Linked DNA regions of Gossypium hirsutum: region 1 is linked to region 2. A link is a contact called in public Hi-C data. All regions are on one chromosome and are shown on one strand. The core of a region is the stretch at or near the end of the contact, and the rest is flanking DNA. Distances in the headings are between cores, read along the strand shown.

Region 1 (3,330 bases), core at 413-2,912, 270 kb after region 2:
TGAAAAAGAGCTTACTTTGGATCTGAGGCAACAAAAAAAATTGGGACCTTATCAAATTTTGTGCATATGAATAACAAAGTCCCAAAAATGTCAAAATTATGGTTTTGGTTCCTACTAGATTTAAATTTTAATACATGTACTATAATTTATTTTTTATTTTTATAATATAATTAGTTAATTTAAATAATTATCGCATTTAACTATTTTGATCAAAATATCAACTTGGAATTTTGTTAAAATCAATATGTTGGAAGAGATGTACTATTTCCTACTGCAATGATTCAACATTTTAGATAATGTCACACGCAAATTATGAGGAAAAATATTTTTACAAAAAAAAATATTTAAAAACAAATAAAATATTAGGTGAAATGGTAAAATAGTTTTACGTATATTACACCTTCACGATAAATTTATAAAAATATTTAATGTAAAATTTAATAATATTTATCGCTTTGTAAAAAAAATAAAATTTTAATTAACATCTAGTTAAGTGGGGCATAAGCGAGGAATGTTTCAGTGGAAATCCAATTAGCACATGTAAAAGCTTTTTGTAAATGGGAAGTTGTTGCGACTAAAAATATTTTATATATAATGAAATCTAATTTCCATTTTTTATGTTTAAATTAAGATTGAATTTTTTTATAATAGTATTAGTAAGTTTAAATTGTTTCTGTCAATAGTTAGAAGATTAAATTAAGTGAGAAGGACTAAAACAATAATTAAATCATTTTTAAAACTATGAAATAAGGTCCCACCCACCCCTTTCTGTTAAACAAGCATGTGAAACCATCTCGTGGCGAGAGATGGTGCCTTCATATATGGACAATGTATAATTGTCACCGACACCCTTTTACTCATTTTTTTAACTTTGGCTTATGATTTGTTATAAAGCAATTCTTCCAAATAATTTTAAACATCATTTTGTATAATAATAATGTTATTTTATAATATGAAAATAATTATTTGTGTGCAAATGCCAGAAGTAATCACATATATATAATACTAGAAATCTTATCGTATGTGTGAAAATTACCTAATTAAGATATAATAAATAATAAAAAGTATGATTTAAAATTAATTAGTTGTAACAAATAAAACATATACAATATTAAAATAAATAAATAAAAACATATTAAATGATGAGTAAAACAAAATTTAAATAGAAAAACATATCAAATTGATAATACTAGCAGCATGTTTGGTTGGCATGAATAGCCATTCCATTCCTTGCCTATTCAATTGCCCACCACCAAACGTTAGTTTGGTTGGCTGTAATATCATTACATCCTGATTCCATTCAGGCCCTATTACACCCATCGGCTGTAATAGCCATTCATTCCCTTCAACGTTGAATAGGGATTTCATCCGCCGTTTCTTTCCTATTTTCCATTTTCTGCCCTCAGCTTCATCTTCTCCTACGTTTTCTTCTTTTCCAAATTGCAGAGGTAATTTTGTTCCTTCTTTATGATTTTTCCTTCTTACGTTTGGGTAGTTAGAAACTTTTCTGCCCTTAGCTTCATCTTCTCCTACATTTCTTTTCTTCATTTTATCAGGAACGAAAATGAAACATAAAAGAAACTTTATGATTTTTCCTTCTTACGTTCTTCCCCTTTCCCTGTTAATAGAAACATAAAAGAGAAATGTATTTTTTTCCAACAGATTGAATGCAAAACAACCGATGGGAGAAGAAAACAAGAAGATTAGGAAAGAAGAGGTAATTGCAAAGCTCAAGGACAATGGTGACTTCGACAAGCTCCGTCTCAAAATCATCCGCAAGCTCAAGGACAACTTACGTTTTTTCTTCTTCTTTTTTTAATCACCAATATTATCTACTTTTTTTATCTTTTATATATTTTTTCTAGGATTTAGGTAAAAGTTTTAGAATGCTGAACTTTTGGGTAACCTGGAAATCATGGATGCTTGTTGTCTGTGATTGTTTGCTTGAATGGGTTTTGTCTTGATTTTGAGTTTTGGGTATCTTCATGGAATTTAATTTGATTATTATATCTGGGTATAATTTATTAATTTCAAATTCAAGGCCATGTTTGATTAAGCTGCTTTGCTGCTATAGATTGTTGACAAATGTGATTATTGTAGATCGATTATCAGCCTATGCTTTTCAAAAACAAGCCAAATAGCTTGATTCAACTTGTTTAGATAAAAGCAGTTGTTCAGCTCGAGCTATGCATTTTATACTTGCTTTCTTTCCTAATGGATTCAAAGAATGACTCTGTCAACTCAAGAACACGCCGAATGCAACCTTCGTATATTTATTACTTTAAATGAATATGAAGTAAATAGCGGCATTCTTACCGTGTTCCTTTATAATATGTTCTGAATAAAGCAATAAATTTACCTTAGAATATGCAACAACATCATTTCAGCTGTGAAGCAGTCGGCAGCACTTAATCGTCTTGGCTCTGAAAACATGAAAGTAAGGCAACTATCAGATGCCATACATGATGAGGTTGGGTAAGTGGACCTTGTTGTCAAAGTTATTTATGACTTTAAACTTAAGAACTTCATTTATATGTGTATATATACATATAAGAGTGAAAATTAAAAATCCATATTGGATTTCTTAGTTGAAATAATGCGTGTTCCCGAATAAAATGCTTGCATATTTCTTTATGGTGTGTTTTATTTATGCGAAATTTGGTTATTAAAAATTTCAGCATTGGGAATAATAAGATACGGATATAAGTATAAATTGGGAGCAGTTTGTGAGAAGAATATCAACTTAGAGTTTCATTAGCTATTCAAGAGTATGTTAGATTTTCCATGTAGTCAATAATGTTAATGTTAATGCGACACTTCAATTTTTTATAATGATTAGGAACAAAGTGATGGGACAGATTTCAGATAGTCTCTGGGAAATAATAAGATCGAAAGGTAGCACAAGAACTGGAATTACAGAAACAGTTGTTTCCCACAGAAATAATAATAAGAGTAAACTTGCAAGTTGTTTCCCACAGCCATCGTAATGTAAATGTTGCACTGTAAATGGATCAGTCGTGAACCACTGAGACGGTATACCTCTTTCTCTGCTCTAATGGCCTTTCCTTTCTGTTTTCAATCGGGGAGGGAGCCTTTTATCTACTAATTGTAATAACCCGGTTCTATATTCCTTTTTGATAATTTCTTCTATGCTAGCATTCTTGAGAATCAGCAAGGGGTTACTAATATTGTAAGAGTCTGTTTTACAAAAATAACCATTCTTATTGTCATTTGCTGGTTTTCACTAGTTCCTAATCTCTGTTGCTTTATTTGATTGTTACTAATAACTGGTTTATTGGAGCTTTTGAAAATGCACAAGGTAGGGATATG
Region 2 (3,831 bases), core at 537-3,036:
TCAACAAACAAATCTAGACAGACATGTTTACCATAGCATTAGGTTGCTGAGATTAATTTAAAAACAAATTTTTATGTTCAATGCATAGCACTAAAGTTTTAAAATCTAAGCCAACTAAAAGGAGAAAGAACAATAACAATGTTTATGTAAGGTTAACTGTGAGAGAGATGGAGATGGCCTGTGCTAATTTTTTATGGGTAAACTACACCATAAGTCCTTGTATTATGTGTAAATTATAAATTTAATTTATTTCTTTTTAATCTTTATACTTTTGAAATTTTAATTCTAATCAAAATTAAGTTATCAAATCATTATGTTGACTCTTGTTATTTCCAAGGTCTTATACGACAAATATAGTGTTGAAGTGATGGATGCAATGCCCACCAAATGTGATAGATGCAGTATTGTTATTAATTGTTAAGAAGACATAATGTTTGAGTGGTAGTGATGGATGCAGTGCCTACCAAAGGTGACACTGCGAAAAGAACAACAAAAACAAAAAACAGAATAAATTGTTTATGCAAATCGATTTTCCTATGTTTGCGAAGTCTAGCTCAATGAGTAAATTCACTATCTTGCAACCAAATACAATAAGTGGTTTAAGTTCTATCACACCTTGGTATAACAACGTTTCTTTTGTACTTAAAAGTATAAATCAATCACTTCTTTCACTAAAAACGTGAAAACTTAGACTGCAAAACCACGCAACTAAATTGTTTTACTCTCTTAATGCACTCACTAGAATATGTTCCTCAATGAACATAAAGTGTTATTAACTCTCAATACAAAACCTATACAAGTCACTTCAAATATATAAGAGTTTGAGACTAACTATCATACTAGATCTAATTCAATCAATTCCATTACAAAATTGCAGGTAAAATAACATACATATATATATATATATGGTATGATAATTAAGTTCAAGATAAGTAGGATTAATTGAGATAAGTCTTTAATGCAGTCTTGATATGACCTCCATAATTCAAGGAATTTAATTGCTTCATCTGATCCAATCCTTAAGATATGTTGCTTCAAATGGATATATCTTCATAGAAGGACTATCATATTTCTACAATATTAGCATGATTCACATTCAAAATTTTTGTTTCAAAAATTGCCAACTTCAAACATTGAAAGTTATAAAGTCTGTCGCAGTGTTAGCTCAATGACCACTTCCATTAACATCGCACGAGCCACTTCAAGTATACTTGCCTCAAAAAATATTATTACATGTGTCATGTCATTTAAACTTGTTATTTCTACATATTACTCATAAAAAAATTAATTGATAGAGTTAATGATTACCGTTTTATGTTAAGATTGAGAATTCAAAATTTAAAATGTATGAGGACTAAAAATGAACAATATTGGAGAAAATGGGCTAAACCTACAAACTTTATGCATTAATAGAAGAATTTAACCAAAGGAATTTAAATGTTAGTATCTAAATCAAGATTGGAATTTTAAAATTCAAAAAATACAAAGACTAAAATTAACAATTTAAAAGTACAAATACTAAATCAACTACTTACAGATACATGATTAATAGCAAAAATTAACCAAAAAGATATAATTGCTACTATTTGGATTGTGATTAAAATTTTAAAATTCAAAAATATAGTAACTAAATTTAACTAATTTAAAAAGTATAATAATTAAATCCATATCTTACACATAATATAAGGACTAATAACAGAATTTCACCTAAGAAAAAACCCAATAGAATTTAGCGCATTACAAAGCCCAATTAAAAGAGAGGAGCCCAAAGGACCCAATTAAAAGATTGAAAGAAATAGGGCTTCGTTTATAAGAATCCCTTCTCTATTATTGCTAAAACCCTTCGCCATTCCTTCGCCACCCAGCTGCTGCAAATCTCTCTCGTGGGTTCGCCGCTCTTCATATTTCTGTTCTTTAGCTTTCGCTGTTTTTAGATTAGCCAAAAGATCCGGTTCCATTAACGCTTTCTTTTTCTTCTTCTTTTACCAGGAAACAATACCTCCGGTTCCAACTTCAGCTCAAAAATATGTCAGGGTAAGCAACAATTTATCCCTTTTTTAAGGTTTCAAGGCCGTTTTCAGTACACTATCACATAAATTTAAATCTTTTTGTTGGGTTTGTTCTGATTTCTCCATATGAAATTCGAATTGCTTTGCATTCTCATTATATACCCTTTGGGTTTGTTTGAATTGTTTATTTTATTTCAGATATTATTATTATTCGGAAGTTTTATCATGATTAGGGATAACTTTTTATTTTTATTTTAATGTATTTATGTTGTGTTCGTGCTGTTTGCTCTTGCAGGGAAGAAGTTGCGGTTGCCCAACCCGAGGCGGCGCCTGCACTCGGTGAGCCAATGGACATCAACACAGCCTTGCCCCTTGTGGTTAGGAAGTCACGAGCTCACGGTGGGCTCGCACGGGGATTACATGAAGCTGCTAAGGCAATTGAAAAGCACAATGCACATCTTTGCGTTATAGCTGATGACTGTGACCAGCCGGATTATGTTAAGCTGGTCAAGGCACTTTGTGCTGATCATAATGTTAAAGTGCTACGTGCCCCGAGCGCAAAATCACTTGGCGAGTGGGCTGGTGTAAGTGGCATTTTGTTGCTTGTTTATGTTTGAATTATTTCCTTGTGATCAGAACATGCTGAGGGTGCTGAACTGATACTGCTTGTTCATTATATGTTGAGTAGTTATTAGTTTTTGGAGACATTAAGTTAGAAAGCCAAATTGAAAGGGACTACTATTTCTGTAAATGCCGGTATTGTCATGGCACGATTGCATCTTGTGCCTTAGCACTAGACAACAACAGCTTCTTAGGTCCTTTGTGGCAAGTGCCATTTGATTAGGCACCTGCCCGATGTGCCTAGGTGTGCTTTTTTGCAAGGCAATAGGCATAAAATATAAGCTTGTCTGATTGAAGTCCATTTAAATTTCCTTTATTTTTCAAATTTTCAATAGATTATCTTTACTAGTAAGAAAGGGTCAGTACTAAATTTTCTCCTTCTCAATATTTGAATATTCGACAATAGGCATGGACCATAAGAAAATCATGCATATTGAGCAATAAAAAAAGTTGCTGTTTTGTATATATTTATATACAAAACACACATGCATATGTAATGCACTTCAGTCACACTAGCACTCTTTTTGGCACCTTGTGCCCGAGGTAGTATAAGGGTTGTAGCTCCTAAAGTGTGCCTTGCACCCTTGAAAATTGGTAAATGCTGATTGTGTTCATCTGTACATGCAGTTGTGTAAGATAGACTCTGAGGGTAAAGCACGAAAGGTAGTTGGTTGTTCCTGCGTAGTTGTGAAGGTATGAGCATGTACCTGGGAGTACAATCTAGTTTTGCTTAAAGAAATATTTGTCTAATCAAATTCATTCTTTCTTCTAACCTTATTTTCCATTTTAAATCATTTCTATTGTCGAGCAATATTTAGAAAACTTGAGTACATGTTCTTGACTCATTATTGTTGGGATCTATGGTTCTTTCTTCTGCAGGATTATGGTGAACAACATGAGGCCGTCGAAGTTGTTCAGCAGCACAAGGACTAGGTGACCGGAGGATGGTTTCTTTGGTAAAATCATAGCTATTTTTCTGGGCCATTTATATTTGTTTGATAGTGAACTGTGGATTAATATGCCTCAGAATTTCGTTTTCTTTTTCCGAAGTTGTTGCAATGCTGAACTGTTCGGTGTTTCTTAAATATGCTAGGCATTTTTTCCCTTTACTAAATTATGTGTTTAGTAGGAGCAAACCATTTGGAAATCCAACAATTTTATCAGATGTTTTGTCTTCTATTTATGAAAAACCAGTTCAAGT

What was found. A called contact is a pair of places that touch in the nucleus more often than the background predicts.
Region 1: a Hi-C map of leaf shows a contact between it and region 2, with 2.6 times the contacts expected there. The contact joins the promoter of LOC107901586 here to the promoter of LOC107901582 in region 2. A contact is called at or near these places in 3 of 34 Hi-C or Micro-C datasets (hypocotyl, leaf and seedling).

The regions. Positions count from the first base shown.
Region 1 is chrD06:22,635,133-22,638,462 of Gossypium_hirsutum_v2.1, forward strand. It overlaps LOC107901586, which reads left to right and starts at 1,663. Exons shown (of 3, transcript XM_041095567.1): 1 at 1,663-1,797; 2 at 2,362-2,476; 3 at 2,778-3,330. The coding sequence starts at 1,682. The coding sequence ends at 2,987.
Region 2 is chrD06:22,367,629-22,371,459 of Gossypium_hirsutum_v2.1, forward strand. It overlaps LOC107901582 (40S ribosomal protein S12), which reads left to right and starts at 1,787. Exons shown (of 6, transcript XM_016827636.2): 1 at 1,787-1,883; 2 at 1,990-2,034; 3 at 2,305-2,593; 4 at 3,258-3,323; 5 at 3,510-3,586. The coding sequence starts at 2,027. The coding sequence ends at 3,563.